2 separate regions of the Anser cygnoides genome follow, and region 2 is linked to region 1. The links are chromatin contacts, called in public Hi-C maps. All regions are on one chromosome and are shown on one strand. The core of a region is the stretch at or near the end of the contact, and the rest is flanking DNA. Distances in the headings are between cores, read along the strand shown. Region 1 holds the start of FOXJ2 (forkhead box J2). Region 2 overlaps LOC106048089 (solute carrier family 2, facilitated glucose transporter member 3).

Region 1 (3,766 bases), core at 871-3,370:
TTGAAAAAATGGGAGAAGGATGAAATACATCGAATGTAATGTAAAAATAAGTTGCATGATGACTAGTTTACTCTTTTTTCATGTCCCCATCTGCTATCCCCTACCTTCTACTTAGCTTGCAGAGGCTTTGGGATGGGTCATTCTGTTCTCAGAATACTAAATGTGACAATGGGGTCACGATCCATTATCTTCTATGTATTTCTGCAACACATAGCTGCCTCTCAAAGCCCCTTTTTGCATTTAATAGCATTTTTATATTTATGTCCTTTCATGTAGCAGAGTAAGTCAATTACATCAGATCGTTTTGTCTGTAAAAAACAGAGAATATTTCAGACGTTAACTTGTGGGAGAAGACAGTGGACACACACAGGAAAAATAAATGGGGAATACACATGGGATACCTGAAACATGTTGAGTCCAACTGCAGTTTTCCAACGCTTCTGCAGTTGGCTGTAAATCAAACAACGTGCAGATACCACTTACTGGTTCCTCCCAGCATAATGATGCCCCTGTCATGTCTCTCAGCAGAGTGATGAGCCTATGCACAACACGGACACAAATCCTCACAAGAGGGGGACTGGAGGACTTGGTGTGGGAATAGCAGGGAGGAACAAAGACCATGCACCCCAAAGAGAAATCCTAAGGAGAGGTAGAAAGCCAAGGGAGTAGGAGCTGAGGTGCTTACCCAGAACTGGAGCAAGATTGGGGAACAACGAGAATGGGGCAGAGCTCTGTCGTGGCCTGCAGAGGTGAGGGCGAAGACATGGATGTTGTCCCTTGGTAATGAATGCGAACACTGTAATGGGATCTGTAATGAGAGAATAATGTGTGTAAAGGGACAGGGAATCATCCTTGGCAGAGAGAAGAGTAGATAATAGCACAGGGAAAAGCGCTCCCGCCAGAGCTGCTGGCATAGAAGCAGAACAAAGGTTTGGTTTGGGAGAAGAGGGCACAAACTTCCTGAGAGAGTGGACATCAAGTGTTAATTCTTGGTACTTCCTGAAATGAAGGCATGGGAGTTTGGCACAGATTTTGACCTGTTGAAGGAATGCAAAGAGTCTCTGGTAGATACAAGAAAAAACTAAGCCCTGAAAAAGTAGCAAGTCTTACAACAGCGGCTGAGCCATCAGAACAGTTTTCATATTACAGTTCACAGAAGAAAAAAATAAGAAATTTACTCAGAAAATAAATGTATTTCACCCCCCAGTGTATTTCACATCCTAAGCTCCAAGTTCCGTAGCAGTGGTACTGCTTGGAGGGATGCAAATATGAAGCTCGCCGTGGAAAGAAGAGATTGTCAAAGACAGGGAGCCCTCCAGATGACTGGCAGGGAACCTGTGGCTATTACACGTTTGTGCATTTCAGATTTCCATGCAGTAGCGGTCACCCTACAGCACTGGCCTCACACTCAGGGGGATCTCATACACTGGCTCTTCCTTCTCCCATGCACGTTTTGGAGTATTTGATCTATTATCTAAGTCACTTCACTGGGCAGTCCCCTGTCGTGTTCTGACATCATGGACGGTCCGTGTCTCCAAAACCAGCCTTGCAGCATACCAGCACGAGACTCACAATTTTCAGCCAACTGGGTGGAAGTGAGACAACACGGTGTGCAGCTCACAGGGATCTCTGCACCGACTCGGCTGATTATAACGTGTTAGGGGGGGACAGCAGTAAAGACTACGGAGGAAAGGCCTCGTTAAGATCTGGCGACGTTGCTGCGATAGGTTGCGGACAAACGCATGGCGTGAAGGAAGATCAGCAGGGACGGAGATCCTGAACCGGGGGCGGGAGGGCCGGAGCACGGCACAGCGCTGACACGACAGGTAGGGGCGCCCTGCCGTGCCGTGCCGTGCCGTGCCGTGCCGGGCAGGGGGCTGCAGGCAGAGGGGCTGGCGGCCATTTGGGAGCGGTGCCAGGCGGACGAGGGGGGGGGTGGGTGTGCGCCTGCAGCCGGGCTCGCCCCCGGGCCTCCCCGGCCGCTCTCCCCGCTGCGCCCCCCGGGCGTGGGCCCGCGCCCCCCGCCCGCCGGCGCCTCCTTAACCCGCGGAGGCGGGGGCGGCCGCGGCCGGGGGGAGCCGGAGGAGGCGGAGCGGCGGCCGGGGAGGAGCCGGGGCCTGCAGCGGAGCCGCAGCCAGGAGCAGCAGTCGCGGGAGCGGTGGGGCCTGGAGGGACTCAGCGCCGCCCGGCCGGCCCCCCCCCTCACCCCCACCCCCTCCCCGCCCCGGCACCGGAGCCCGGGGAGCCCCCGGGAGCGACAGCCGAGGCCCGGCAGACGGCGGCGGAGGAGGCGGCCGCTCAGCCCCGCGGCCCGCCGCGGCCTCCCGCGGTAGCCGGGCCCGGGCGAGAGGAGCTGGGGCCTGGGGGGGGAAGCCGGGGCACGGAGCTCCGGACGGCTGGGGTGGGGGGACCCCCGCGGCCTGCCGGGGGCACGGAGAGCCGCCCCGCCGCCGGGAGGGAGGCAGCCCGCTAGGGAGCCCCGCGCCGGCGGGGGGCACCCCGGCAGGCCCTCGCCCCCCCCCCCCCCCCCTCCCGCCTCGCCCGCCGGCCGAGGGCGGACCCACCGCCCGCAGAGCCCTTCCGACCCCGCCGGCCGCCCGCGGGGGGCTTCGCGCTCGCCCCCGGGCCCGCTAACCAGCCGGGGGCGGGCAGAGGGCCCGGCATCGAGCCCCAGAAAGCTGTCGAGAGGCGGTGGGAAAGAGCCTCCTGGAGCGACTTCCATGCTTATTTAGGGGAGAGGCGTCCTCAGCCCCCCGGCTTCTGAGGGTCGCAGGAATAACCCTTAGCGCCTCCTCACCCCCTGCTGCGTATCTCCCGGGTGAGGAAATTCCTCCCCCGAGCAGGGGAGACGGCCCCTAACCGGCTCTTTCCCAGAGCAGGGAGCCTCCACAGAAGAAACCCCGTGTGCCCAAGGGAGGCAGTTCCCAAAACAGAAATAAGCAGAAGCCCCCGATGCTTATCTAGTAGTTTTAATTATTTATATCTGCTTGGTAGACGGCAGAGAAAGCACAGGCAAATTTAGATACTCTTCTTCCCTTTTCCAGTTGCTGTTAGCCACTGGAGATAAAGGCAATTTGCAATACTGACCTGATCCTCCTTCCTCCCAAGGAAGATCCCTCATTCCCTAACCCCAAGAGGGTTTTCTCCAAGTATTCTCTGCAAGGAGAGACGACACACCTCCCAACTGCAGGGAAAGAGACAGATATCCCTGATAATATCCGCAGAATTAGCAAGAATTATTTCACAGAAAGTGGTCCCGCCACCCCTAAGGACAAGGTGCACCTACAGGAAAGAGAAGAGACTTCCAGGTAGGGAGATTATTTGAGATAAATTTTCCCAATCTGACAGACGGCAAGGAGAAGAAAAGGCTGTCTCCCAGGGGAACACCCCTTTAGGTTTTAGCTGCCAAAAGGGAGAGAGGATCTCCATCCAGGGATAAAACCAGCAGTTTTAGGGGGGTGACAGTCCCAGGCAGATTGTTATAATACTCAAGATTCTGATTTAATCTGCAATCCCCACGCCCTCGAAATATTTCTTGAAGAAGCACTTGGAATAACTGACAGCAACATTCTGAGGATGGGTCTCAGAGAAGTGTGAAGAGCAGCACCCCAGAAACCAGCACTGAAGATAACCCACCTCCCTCCAGAAGAATCTTCCAGTCAGAGTGAGTGACCGCATTATATCACCTCCCTATTCCTATCTGTCCTTCTCTTTTGCCTTCTATCTTTGTTTTCCACGTCTCTTCTCTCACCGTATCTACTTTCCT
Region 2 (3,766 bases), core at 949-3,448, 42 kb before region 1:
CTACGCCTTGAAGGTCTCTGGAGCATCACATGCACCTAGCGAGCCAAAACAAATCTCTGTGTGCAGTCTCAAAGACTTACCTGTCCAAGTTGACCTCTGACACCTGTGACCCCTCTCAGAGCTGAATGACTTTTTTGTGGGGGGGTTGTGGCAGTCATGAGAACTGCCTACACACTGGTTTAATGTGATGAACATTTCAACCAAGAAGAGCTCACCTTCCAGCACTCAAACCACTTGATGTGCACACTTTGTGCAGCCTGTCTTCTGACTCTTGTCATCGGACAGGTTGAACTAGTCCGATTCTAGCTCTAACACATCTTGTGTTGTCTTCGTTTTCCTTTTTCCTCACTTTCCTCCATCCTCTTCATCTGAAGGATTTTATCTCCATACATTTTGATGAACTGTTCTTAGTTTATAGTTCCGTGGAACAGATACAGACCCCTCAGGCTGTATGGTGGAGAAAGAATTGCACTACAACCGGAACTTATTGCCTCATGGGAATAGGTGGGGTGCTCAGTACTCCACATGCAAGAGCTGTGGAGATCAGCACAGACTTGCCACTGTCAAGAATGCCACTGCCCCTGAGCCAAGGGAGCAGTTTCTGACAAGTGGCCTCTCCCCAGGCAGTGAGGTTAATTCTTTGCCACCCTCTGCTCCTTCCACATACCCACTGTGGAACAGTGCTTAAAACAGTGTTTACACAGGTAAAACCAGAGTGGGGCATAAAGGACCCTTGCCAGAAGGAGGGAGGCATTTCTAACCTCCAACCACTCTCCTCTCCACTTGTTATTGAGAAAAACTGGCAAATTACCACTGAAGGCCCTGCTTAGGGGATTTGGGCTAACAAGAATCAGAGAAACACATCCTTAACTACTAAGAAAAAGGAGTAAGGGAATTCATTAAGGTAGTAAGCATGAAGCAGCCATTACCACTAGAACAAAAGAGCAAGTCCAAGATGCTGGGCTAGCCAGAGATTACCAAGCAGAAACTTAGAACATTACAGGATGCAGCCTAGGATAAAGTAGTAGGAAACAGAACTAGAGGGTACAGATAAAACCCAGAACAGGTATTTAGATTGTAACTTTTATTTTAAAAACATTAAACAGTCACAATAAGCTTATAAAAACCATCCAAAATATCCACAATGCCATTACAGAACAAAGAGATACCATGTGAGGAAGACCTACACATTTTGGTCCAAGCCAACACATCTCTAATGCAAAGTGGGGAATGCTCTTATGCACAGCTGTAGGGGGAATTTCCTAAAACACAGATGTCCATATGGAAATATCTCTGCAAGTGCTGGAGGCTTAAAGGAAGGGCACAATCTGTATAACAGAGCCAAAATATGAAAGTTGGAAGTGAGGGTAGTCATATAATACCTCTGAGAATAAATACCTGATAGAGAAGGCTGATGGAAAGCAAGGGAAAATTGGATGTAATAGGATAACATTGTGCAAAGGTGGGAGTACTTTAAATAACATCACAGGTAGTATTTCACAGCAGCAAATTTTACTGATCTCTGCAACTGTTTCTCATAAGGGAAGGTGAAAAATCTCATCACTAGTTTCAGAAAATGCCATAGGCACTCCCAGAATATACTTTGATGGGAACTTTAACCTGCTCTAAAACAATGTTGTCAATGTTTGGGTTATCCATGCTACCACAATTTTGCTGTCATTTCTGCCTTTGAGCCTTTTTTTCTTCCTCTTACCCACCTTGAAATCTGGGGGTCTGCTTCTTTTATAGGATGTCCAGTGATGAACTCTAGTGTGAGTTTGCAGGTAGACTTCAATTTGATTGAGACCACAGAAAATGCAGGTCTAAGAACAGGAGCTTGAAACTGTAGCTACCCCTTTGCTAGTTTTTAGATAGCTTGTGCAGGCCCAGACTCAGAACACTGCAGTCAGAGAAGCAACGGTCCCAACCCTTGATAACAGAAGATACTGCATGCATTGCTTTTTGCCTTCCTAAAATGAGCTGTGATAGCTTGCAACTATAGCTTGATAACTGTGTATATACATACACTTGATTGCCTAGCAATGAGACAAAGGGAAGACCATTACTTACAATGTACCATTTTTGTCTGCCATATCCCATCTAACAGGCAATATTAGACAGTTGCACACATCTACACAACACACTGGACAACGGTGGGCATTGCAACATCATGCAGATCTTCCAGAGGACACAAGGGGCAAAAACATTTGGCCTACAACCAACCAGTGGACTGAGTACTGTAGACCTTTCAGACTAAGCTAACATATTCCAGTAGCTCTGCTATCTACTCCTGCATCTCTATGAACCTACACATGCTGTAACTGACCAGTTGTGTCTACAAGAGTTACATTATGTGCATTCCGTATTTATAATTGTCACATAAGTCGTATGAGGTTAAAAACTATATTCCAAAGATGTTTCACAATCTGCAATTTTCAAACTTCCTGGCCTACTGGAATATAGCAGAGAAGTCAAAAAGGCAAGGCAAAAAAAAAACTCACCTTCTGGTTTGCAGTTACCACCCACAGTCATCCCTAATGCTTAACTTAAATGCTTAACTGATGTATAAACTAACAACATCCCCTTGCTGCAATACCACACTTTCCAAGTAGCACTTCAGAACAAATTTTAAAATCACCACTCAAAATATCCCAAATGACACAGGGATTTTGGTTGATAAACAAATTTACGTCTTCTCACCAGTACTGATCAATTATTTGATTCTTTCCAAAGGGCAGAAATAACTTTTAAAGGTGATGTGCAAAATTGGCTCTGATCTACCATCTAAAACACCTGTCTTACTGTTTGGTACTGTATTTCTCCTTTACAGTTTTATTGCACCTCAAGTCTACAGCATCTTCCATTAGAATAGCTATGTCTTAAACATTTTCGATTTCTTTATCTGTACACTTTTGTACACCATTAAAAAAATAAATATTTACAAAGTGACATACAAATAAATAAACTTAAGTAAAAGTATGTTCCCAGTCTGTCTATACAAAAAATAAAAGAACAGGAAAAAAATATGCATGTAACTTGGTCCCCTTTTTCCTGAGGCTGAAAAAGTGCACACTGGATAGGAAAAAGCTAGGAGATGGCTTTTTGGTAGGCTTGTTAAATTCCAGTGCACACTGCACACACACATACAGAGTAGACTCAAAGGGCAGGGGACTTGTTTAGTGGGTAACTTTAACTCACTACAAAAATAGTATTTAAGTTACATTATGGTCACTGCGTGCACAAGTATGTTAATCCCAAATAGCAGTTACAGGTGAGAAAAGCAAAGATACTGCCAGCTGTTGTCCATTCACCTGATGTTTGTGGCAGAGAAGATGAGATTTTTGCTAGAGTGCCAGGCACCTTCCAGTATTTTGACAATGAGATTTGATATCAGATTTGCTTAACGCTGGTAAGCCTGGCAGAATAGCCGGGGGGGGGGGGGGGGAATATGTGGGTGCAAAGACAATAGCAGCAGTCAGGGGGAAAAAAATCGTCCCAGTTCTCACGGTTTCTTTGCTCATTCCTTTAATGACTCTTTGAGAATGTAAGAGTCAAAGAAGGGGTGTGTCATGAATCTTAGGCAACTTCTTTGTCAGGTTCTATGCTGTTCATCTCCACCATGGGGTTTTTCTCCACAGGTGATGAGGTTGTGGTGCTGGTTTCTGCTTGTCCTTCAAAGCCCCTGGAGATGTCTTCAAATGTCCTGCCCTTGGTCTCTGGCACTTTGAAGTATGTGAAGACAAAAAAGATGACCAGGAAAACAAGG

What was found. Hi-C and Micro-C count contacts between places; a contact is called where the count stands out from the background.
Region 2: a Hi-C map of fetal liver shows a contact between it and region 1, with 1.6 times the contacts expected there. The contact joins the enhancer-like site here to the promoter of FOXJ2 in region 1. A contact is called at or near these places in 2 of 7 Hi-C or Micro-C datasets (blood and fetal liver).

What each region holds. Positions count from the first base shown.
Region 1 is chr1:104,399,116-104,402,881 of Taihu_goose_T2T_genome, reverse strand. FOXJ2 (forkhead box J2) reads left to right here and starts at 2,120. Exons shown (of 11, transcript XM_013199879.3): 1 at 2,120-3,664.
Region 2 is chr1:104,441,018-104,444,783 of Taihu_goose_T2T_genome, reverse strand. It overlaps LOC106048089 (solute carrier family 2, facilitated glucose transporter member 3), which reads right to left. Exons shown (of 10, transcript XM_013199881.3): 10 at 1,070-3,766. The coding sequence ends at 3,577. Among named protein-coding and RNA genes, the nearest start is that of FOXJ2, 42 kb to the right of the region's middle. Within about 2 kb of position 2,198, at least 1 of the 3 cell types and tissues checked has open chromatin away from gene starts, as enhancers often do. A contact at or near this core is called in fetal liver, where this site is marked.